Regions from separate parts of the Mus musculus genome. Here all the other regions are linked to region 2. Evidence: chromatin contacts called from public ChIA-PET and promoter capture Hi-C data. All regions are on one chromosome and are shown on one strand. Each heading gives the region's core, a stretch centred on a gene start, on an enhancer-like site or on the middle of the called end of the contact. The rest is flanking DNA. Distances are from core to core; before and after follow the strand shown. Region 1 holds the start of Uba1 (ubiquitin-like modifier activating enzyme 1). Region 2 holds the start of Rp2 (retinitis pigmentosa 2 homolog). Region 3 holds the start of Timp1 (tissue inhibitor of metalloproteinase 1).

Region 1 (2,913 bases), core at 210-2,709, 300 kb after region 2:
TACTATCGTTGCCTATCAAAGGCATCTAGTGAGTTTGTATTTAGCAGTATTTATCTTAAACAAGATACGCCCCTAAGTGGTCATGGATGACGAGCAAAGACTGCTCACTTGGGCTTCGCACGGTTATCCAGTATGGTGAGTGCCTTGACTATTATCTCATAATTCCCACTTGCTAGGCAGGGCCACTTTGGGTGGGGGCTGCCCATCAAACCTCATGAATAATTCGTGAACTGTATGGGATTGGTACTTTTTAAAAAGGTTTATTTATTTATTTTATGTATGTGAGTACACTGTAGCTGTACAGATGGTTGTGAGCCTTCATGTGGTTGTTGGGAATTGAATTTTTAGGATTCCTGCTCGCTCTGGTCAACTCCGCTTGCTCCAGCCCAAATATTTATTTATTATATCTAAGTACGGTGTAGCTGGCTTCAGACACACCAGAAGAGGGCGTCAGATCTCATTACAGTGAGCCACCATGTGGTTGCTGGGATTTGAACTCAGGACCTTCGGAAGAGCAGTCAGTGTTCTTACCCGCTGAGTCATCTCCCCAGCCCAGTACATTTTTTTGAGACAGGGTTTCCTGTTAACCAGGCTTGCCTCAGACTAATGAACCTCCTGCTTCTACCTTCCTAGTGCAGAGATTAAAGGCATGCAGCACCATGCACATAAGCGCAGCTTGGGCGCAATCTTTCTTTTGGTGTTCCCACCCCACCACCCTAAGACAAGGTTTCTATGTGTAGCTCTGATTGTCCTGGAACTCCTTCTACAGACAGGCCTCAAACTCAGACCCTCCTGCTTCTGCCCACTGAGTGCTGGGATTAAAAGTGTACACCACCACACCTGGTGGACACAACCTTTCTTGACCTCTCTGTTTTCAAGTTGAGCTGCTGCTGCTGCTGCTGCTGCTGCTGCTGCTGCTGCTGCTGCTGCTGCTCCAACAGCTTCATTCAGTATTTAGGAGTCAGAGGAGTGCTGCCTGCAGTAGCCCTGTTTCTTGCTTACTGGGTATTAGATGGAGCAATAAGGCAGGCCTGCCTCTTTTGTTCCATCTCACTGAGTCTCGTGCATTATTCATGAATACGATATAGCTTTGGTCTCCTTGATTCCCAGCTACTGCAAGATCATTCATTATTCATGAACATGGGGTGTGGTTGTAATGCTTTAACATCTACTTTCTGGTTGCCTAGTCCTAGTAAACCCATAACCTTGCTTCGTGATTCACGATCGGGAAGAATGGCCTTGAGGTCCTTCCTTGATTTCTTTGACAGCTTAGATGCAGTAATTCTTTATTCATATTTCATAGCCTCTTGCTCTACCTGTTTTTCTAGTTACTGCCTCCAGAGCCACTTGGTGGAGCTGTTCTCCTTCTAATTAAAGAAGTCCCAAACTGGGCAGGGAAAATACATGATTCATGAGTGGGCGCGGTCCTCTTGCATCCGGGTTTCTGGGGGTGGGGCTCAGGGTTTTGTTCCGGCCTTGGGCTCTGCCGCCGCCATCTTGTGTCGGCTGCTGGGGTGAAGGAGGGTGGCAGGGAAGACCACAACCACCGCGGTCGGGGAAGGAGAAGGCGACAGTGATCCTAGCTGGCCCAGGCGGCAGGAGGAGGAGGAGAAAGAGGAGGGTGGCGGCCGAGCTTGACTTCGGCTCCTTGAGGAGTTGGCGGCGGCACGACCCGGGGAACCGGCATTGGTAATAGCTTTTCTCTGCACCTGGCTCGAAGCGCAAGGGCTCTGGGAGGTATGGGAGGGTCCCTGCTGGCTCTCTGCCAGCCCAATGTCTGAGTGCACTGCCGTGTCCTGGGTATTAAGAGTCACTAGGCAAGCGGGTGTGGGGGTGTGCAAATCCTGGGGTGGGGTGGATCACGTCTGTCTGGGACCACCCCTATTCCCTTGAGCTTCGAAATCTGACCTTGACGTCAGACCCCTATCTCAGCTTCTGGAGACTTCTGGCTCAGCACTATTACCAGGTATCTTGATCCGATCCTGAGCCATGCATTTCCTATCAGAACTCCCCACAGTCTCCATAAAGGCACCGGAATTCGGTGTCGCTGCTCATGAAAGCCGTCCATACTTGTGTGCTATTTGAAGACCTGCCCCAAAATCTCCCTTGAGACTCTTCCTAGCCCTTCAGTATTTGCTCTCATGGCTTAAGAGGGGCCAGGCTTGAGGAAAGGTCCGCGTGGCCTTCATTTCCGAATGAAGAGCCTTGTCTAGCATTTTCATCCAGTCTCCCCTCCCCCCAGGATACTATCTGTCCTTAGAGCTGCCATCTGGATTAAACCCGGTGAAAAGCTCTCTGCCTAGCCTTTCCGTGGGAAATCCATTCCTACATTTGAGATCTCCCAATACCACTTTGACATAGCATCCTCCATCGTGGACACCTGGCATTCTTATTCTTTTAAGCACCTGCCTTTAGAGACTCTCCCTGCTTTTAGGGACGCCCCCCTTTTTCACGTTCTCATTGTTCTTGAAGCATTGTTGTCTTCTCCATCAGCCATCGTAACCCCAGTATATTTCCTTTAGTCTCTCATGGGACTAGACGCCAGGGAGGACCTGTTTGGACACAGTTCTCCATTAGTGATCTCTTGCCGCCATCTACTCTTTCAGACTCTTGATTTGTAGCCCCATCTGCCCGATGGTCTCATTCTAGACCCAATTTTTGCCTTCAAAGGCAGACCAGCATTCTAGCTTCTCTTTTTATAGATTCCTTAATCTAACAACAGGCCTCAGAATCTGCCCTCGTCTTTTTTAAAGGTTTCTAGTACCATCATCATTCAGAGAGTCTCAGCATTTGCTTTTGACTTCCCTGAACCTCTATCACTGTCAGATACCTTTTTCCCCAACAGGCTCATTTATCTTCCACAGGAGTAGAAAACCTCATCTATTTACTGTGGAGTCACAAAATTGACTAGAG
Region 2 (3,213 bases), core at 515-3,014:
AGATTTTGTTTCAGATTTGAGTTTCTCAAGAGCATGTGTTTCAAAGCAATGAGTTAGGGCTGGAGAGATGGATCAGCAGTTAAGAGCACTGGCTGCTCTCCCAGAGGTCCTGAGCTCAATTCCCAGCAACCACATGGTGGTTCACAACCATCTGTAATGGGCTCTGATGCCCTTTTCTGCTGTGTCTGAAGAGAGTGACAGTGTACACACATACATAAAATAAACAAATAATTTTAAAAGGGTGTGCTCAAAGCAATGAGTTTTAGAAATTCTTTCTCTAAAATTAGTTTTATTGAGTTGTGTCTTTATGAAGAACATGATCCATGAGGGACAGAGGATCTGAATTTTTCTAGTTCTTGCTCAATTCCATTCATTGTGACCACAGATTCATCCCTGGATTTCAGCTTCTTATTCTGCACTCTGCAGTGATCAAACTTTTGCTATTCTATGAATATAAATTAGCAGCAGGGCTCTAATACAAAACTATCCTCACATAGAACTTTGATCTGACTGAAGAAAAAGGCAGTAATGCACAGCTTTTATTGTCCAAGACCTGGAGCTTAACTTTCAGGTCATTTATAATTCTTAAGCACTGTACCCTTCTTCCTGGTTGTACAAAAAGGGCAGGAAGTGAAAGGAGGAACAATCTTAATGCCCAAATTGAGTCAGAGGCTCTTTTAGAATCTACATTAAATGTGATAGGTATGGTCAAGTAAAAAGATAAACAAATTTGAAAGTGCTAGTCTGCATTTGATGTCTTATCATGATGTTTTAATACTGTATCTCAGAGAAATCAACTTATTATGAAAGCAATACATGGGCATTGTACTCAAAGTCCACCCAAATACAACAAATGTTAATGATTGTGTATATTTTTATGTTTTCACGCGAACTTTGTACCATTTGCTTTGAACAGATCAGGTTGTTTATATGATAGGGTTTATATCCTCTATTAGACTTTGCACTGCTTGAGTTCCTAAAGCTCCTTTGTGGTGAGTCAACATGCCTCTCTTACCCTCTATAGTTGGACTACTGTCTTTTGGAAGAGATTGGAAAAAGGTTATATGTGCTTCTGTCATTGGATGCATAAGCTGAGAGATTCAAAGGTACATGCCTTTTTGTAATATCCTTTTGCTCCCAGATTCACTGTTCTAGTAAGGAGACAATACTAGGTTTTTATCCTAAATACTTGTCCAATTTTGGAGAGATAAGTGGAAGCTTTTAGACATCCCTCAAAGGATTGGAGAGATGGCTCAGTGTTTAAGATCATTTGCTCCTCTTGCAGAGGATCCAGGTTCGCTCCCTAGCACTTGCTTGATGGCTTACAACTATTAGTAACCAGGAGATTTGAGCCCTCTCCTGACCTCTACAGACACCAGACATGAACAGTTCGACCAGAAGCTTGTGGGTTCCCTAGAAAGGTACTGAAAGGGAGGAGTGAAGGACACAAATTTGTTTTACAAAATCAGCAAGATTTTTTTCCCTAGCAATTTTTGTCATAAAACAAGTCCACTACTCTGTATGGCATCCCCTCCAGAGCTTAAATTTTGGAAACTTTCGAAATTTGAGCACCGGGTCAGGAAAAGGTACTCAGCCCAATCAAACAGCAGCCAGCTAGCCCAGCCTAGTTCACTAGAGGGGAGAAGCTGGGGGTGGAGTAGGACCGACCTGGGGACGGGGCCCTCGGTGAGAGCACCTGAGCTGGCCAGCCCCCCGCTGACGTAGGATTGGTGAATGAATACTTTGGCCTGAGCTCATAGGAGCAGAGCAGCTTGCGAGGCATTGATTGGCTCAGAGGCTGCTGCCCGCTTATTGGTTGCCATAGGTCGTCACGGAGACCTAGGGGGTTGGGCGGAGAAGGGTGTTGGGCCTGGCGGGAGTGCTGAGGGTTCCTGGCGGCGGGGCTGCTCCCCTGGGCGGTGTCCGGGGAGCTGTTGGCCGAGTCACCCTGGCTTCCCGCCACCCTCTGAAAGGTGTCTGAGCGAGTGGGGTCCACTACCAAGACCCTTAGGCCGCACCATGGGCTGCTGCTTCACTAAGAGGAGGAAGAGTGAAAAGGCTGAGGGAGAGGAGGAGCAGCCCAAGCTGTACAGCTGGGACCAGCGGGAGAAGGTGATGTTTTGGGGATCCCTTGCTTTGGGCCCTCCTCGGCTGCCCTTTGCAGCAGATGAAAGCGGGCAGTTTGGCGGGTGGCCCACAACTGGCTTTCACTGGCGCGCACAGGCAGCTGAAGTCGCACGACTTTGGGGGCGGGATGTGAAGGGCCCAAAGGAGGCATAGAGTTAGTGGTCAGCCTAACTAGACTCCCAGGGCCTCTCTGTAGGCTCTGCACCCCGACTCCGGATTCTAGAAAGGACTCCAGGGAGGGAAAGAGCCAGGAAGGTGCTGAATCTCCAATCAGCTCATTTCACCAGCGTTGGCCAAAGGGGTTTGGTCCAGTGGTCGAATTACACACGCAAGACTGGTTCTCATCTTTTCTGCGGTTTGTATTCCCAAGCTGTTACTCTTTTGTCTGCTCTCCTCTGAAAATCGCTTTTGGTGCCTCTTGGTGTTACTCAGTTATTAAATGGACTGTTTCATGTCTACCTTTATTCTCGTCTTCCATTTATCAGAAAAGAATAATGAAAATTGAGGCAGTCTTGGAGTGTATTGTGTAAGGTGAAAGTACCCAACACAAACCAGGAAGTAGTTTATTATTGCAGCTTTATATGAACGAAAATGCCATATATATATATATGTACACACACACATACACACACACATATATACATATGTGTGTGTGTATATATATATATATATATATATATATATATATATATATATATATATATATATATATATATATATATATATATATATATATATCTCAAAAGGTTTGAAAAAGTCTCCTAATCTTGCACAAAACACACTTACTTAGGCATACATTTCACAATGGTTCCTCTTTCTACAAAGTTCTTCTTTTCTTCTTAGTGTAGTTGCTTTGTAAAACACTTAATAGACATCAATTATTATAGTTTCTCAAACAAAATAAGAACGCTTGTTCTTTTAAATGGGTGTCATGAACAGTTAACTATTGCTTAATGCAACAACTTTGACCAGAAGTACTAAAGTCTTGTTTTGTTATAACCAGTCATCCTGCATCCTTGTTTGGTATGACAAATCATCCTGCATCATTTCAAATCCCCAGCAGAATTTAGGCATTCATATAAATGA
Region 3 (3,066 bases), core at 506-3,005, 510 kb after region 2:
TCCTCCCACCACCACAGTAATTTCTTCACCATCTTTCCTGGACAGGCCATTTGATTCCTTTCTGTCTCTGTTTTCTTACTAAATAGTAAAAATATGAATCATACCTCACAGATATGTTGGGAAGAATAAGTCAATTATTTCAGAGAAAAGAAAATCTTAGTATACACATATAGTAAACCTGAATCTTCAAAGAGTTGGTTACTATTATTGTTGTTATTGATTTAATACCTCTTCATTAAATAACATTAAGGAACAAGGAGGACAATGGCAAACAAACAAACAAAATTTCTGAGCTGGCAATATGGCCCATCAGATAAAGGTGCTTGCTGCCTCCATGCCTGATAACCTGAGTTTGAGCCCTAGAACCCACAGGGAAGGAGAGGATTGGCCCCTGCAAGTTGTCCTTTAAGCAATGCAAGCATGTCATGGCACAAACACACACACACACACACACACACACACACACACACACACACACACACACACACACACACACAGTGTAAAAAAAAACCTTTTAAAACAGTGTATTGTACATAGTACCCTGTTGAGTGCTGGCAGGAGGTTTTTGTGTCCTGTGGTTTCTGAACCAATTTACCTAAGTTAATAAAATTGAATTAGCTAAAGTAAATTTACATAATAACCTTAGTAATGATGTACAGTAAGCATTCAGTAAGTAGCTGTGATCACCACTACCATATTCTCTCTGTCTCTCTCTCTATCTCTGTCACAGGTTCTCACTATGTATCGCTGGCTGTCCTGGAACTCACTGTATAGACTATGTACCCTCTAATTCTCTGGATCAGCTTGCCTGCTGCGATTACAACCATTGTCATTATTATTGGTCTTTCCTCCCTATATTAATTGAAGATGCTAATCAGTCCATAGAACCCTTCCACAGGACCCCAGGGAATACTCCTGCATCATCAGGAAGCTGGTGGGCAGCAGTTGCCTCATCCCATCCCCACAAGGGGTGTGGGCTGGTTGGTGGGGGAAGGGGCAGGGCAGGATGGAGTAGGGATGGTTTTTCTACTGACTCACTAACTTCTTTTACCATCAGTCACCACCACCACCACCACCCATGCTCACCACACCATTCCCTGCTTGTCAAGATTGTGTCCTGCCTGAGTTAGGACTCCAGGGTCAGGAAGCCTAGGTTTAAATCCCTGTTTTGTCCTGTGACACTAACAAAGATCTTTACTTCAGTTATTTGCCTGTTTGGTCTTGTTTCTGTTTAAGACAGGGTCTCTTGTAGCTGATGATATCTTCAAATAGCCTCACCGGTGTGTGCAGCCACAGCAAGGTTTGGGGTACCTAGGCTCTGTCTGCAAGCAGCCTCGGTTCCCTCCCAGTTCTGCCAGACTCAACTGCTATCTTGGATAAGTCATAGACTTATCCAGTGTATCAATTTCCCCACTATGTATTTGTGCCTCTTCTCCCATGTCATGTCCCTCAACTGCTTTTCTAGTTTGTCACCCTCTGACACCCCTCACCAGAATTTCAGATCCACAGGAATGCCTTTCTTGTGAGATTGTTACATAGTAGATGAAAGGCGTGAGAAAGAAGTTATTGGCTTCAGCCACAGGAAGTTTGGGGAATATGGGAAACCTGAGAGGCACAAAGCTTTAGGCGCTCTCTCTTCTGCCCTTCAAGGCCGCCAGGAAGGACTGTGCATGACGTGGAGCTGGGGGAAGGGGGCGCAGTGGGCTGGCTGGCAGAGGAGGGAGTATCTTTGGGTTTATCCTGGGGCCCGCCCCTAGGCTTTGACTCCAGCGGTGGGTGGATGAGTAATGCGTCCAGGAAGCCTGGAGGCAGTGATTTCCCCGCCAACTCCGCCCTTCGCATGGACATTTATTCTCCACTGTGCAGCCCCTGCCGCCATCATCGCAGATCGGGGCTCCTAGAGACACACCAGAGGTAAGTGGGAGCCGGGTGTCCTGGCAGAACTGGGGCTTGCCTGGAGCCTGTGTTGGTGCGGCTCATGCAGCCCTTGCCAGACTAACTGCTCACGTGGCTTGCAGGTATCAGGATCCCTAGTTAGCTAAAGAGGAATATAACGGGAGAGGGCCTGGAATGATCGTCCCAAGCTGGACTCTCCAGACTCCTTCATGCCTTTGCTAAGTGCTCCAAACCCACAAGCCTTTAATACCTTGAAGACTTCCCAACTTGCCTGTCCCTCAATCCTTATGGTTCCTGGTAACTCCCCTGTTCTCTTTGCCATGTCTGGTTCATGGAACTTCAACAGTTCTTCTGCCTACAAATTCCTCAAGCATTACCATTGTCGTAAACCTCCAAATTCCCCAAGACCCTTAACCCCCATTTTCTCCAGCTCCCTAAAACCCCAAACCTGTTCTAACCCCCCAATATCTCTGAAATCCTCAGCCCATTATATTTTAATAGCCCTAATTCCTCATTATATTTCTCCAGTTTCCCAAACTCCAAATTCATCACTACACAAATGTCAGATTTTCCCAATTCTGTTAAATTCTCAACGTTCTCCGCTCCCTTATTCACCAACTGCCACAACTCCATTCTCTAACCTAAAGAGGTCCCAAATCTCCCTAGGACCAATGGCCATGTAAGCCGTTGGTCTGGGAACCTATTAACACCTACTCTTTACCAGCAGATACCATGATGGCCCCCTTTGCATCTCTGGCATCTGGCATCCTCTTGTTGCTATCACTGATAGCTTCCAGTAAGGCCTGTAGCTGTGCCCCACCCCACCCACAGACAGCCTTCTGCAACTCGGACCTGGGTGAGTCTGGCCCCCTTTCTGTCCCTCTTAATCCAATAGGGTTCATTATGGCAGTTGTCTCTAGGACAGTTCTACTTACCCTTCCATACATCTGCTTTTGCCACACTGACATCCTTGGGCCTAAGCCTACCTTTGTGCTGGCTGCTCCCAGTACTATGTACATGCTTTTCTGTAGTTATCTACATGGGTGGCTGCCTTAAAAGTCATCTTACTGAGGTGCTTGCCTACTTTTATTTAATTTTAAATTTAATGCCAGCCACATAGTACTCCTGAACCTTTGTTACATATGCTGTTAATGGCACTTCTTAGGACAC

The links. ChIA-PET counts read pairs in DNA pulled down with a chosen protein or histone mark. Capture Hi-C pulls out chosen DNA fragments and counts their contacts.
Region 1: a contact with region 2 is called in an RNA polymerase II ChIA-PET map of memory CD8 T cells, with 18 read pairs. The contact joins the promoter of Uba1 here to the promoter of Rp2 in region 2. A contact is called at or near these places in 9 of 39 promoter capture datasets (the 3T3-L1 cell line, 3T3-L1-derived adipocytes, the C10 cell line and 5 more), 1 of 115 datasets of contacts at active chromatin or transcription factors (memory CD8 T cells) and 3 of 9 other capture datasets (adipose tissue, liver and pancreatic islet).
Region 3: a promoter capture Hi-C map of adipose tissue shows a contact between it and region 2. The contact joins the promoter of Timp1 here to the promoter of Rp2 in region 2. A contact is called at or near these places in 1 of 39 promoter capture datasets (cranial neural crest) and 1 of 9 other capture datasets (adipose tissue).

What each region holds. Positions count from the first base shown.
Region 1 is chrX:20,661,437-20,664,349 of GRCm38.p6, forward strand. Uba1 (ubiquitin-like modifier activating enzyme 1) reads left to right here and starts at 1,460. Exons shown (of 26, transcript NM_001136085.2): 1 at 1,460-1,689.
Region 2 is chrX:20,362,717-20,365,929 of GRCm38.p6, forward strand. It overlaps Rp2 (retinitis pigmentosa 2 homolog), which reads left to right and starts at 1,765. Exons shown (of 5, transcript NM_133669.5): 1 at 1,765-2,112. The coding sequence starts at 2,020.
Region 3 is chrX:20,868,411-20,871,476 of GRCm38.p6, forward strand. Timp1 (tissue inhibitor of metalloproteinase 1) reads left to right here and starts at 1,756. Exons shown (of 6, transcript NM_011593.2): 1 at 1,756-1,914; 2 at 2,624-2,752. The coding sequence starts at 2,629. All of the region lies in intron 5 of Syn1 (synapsin I), which reads right to left.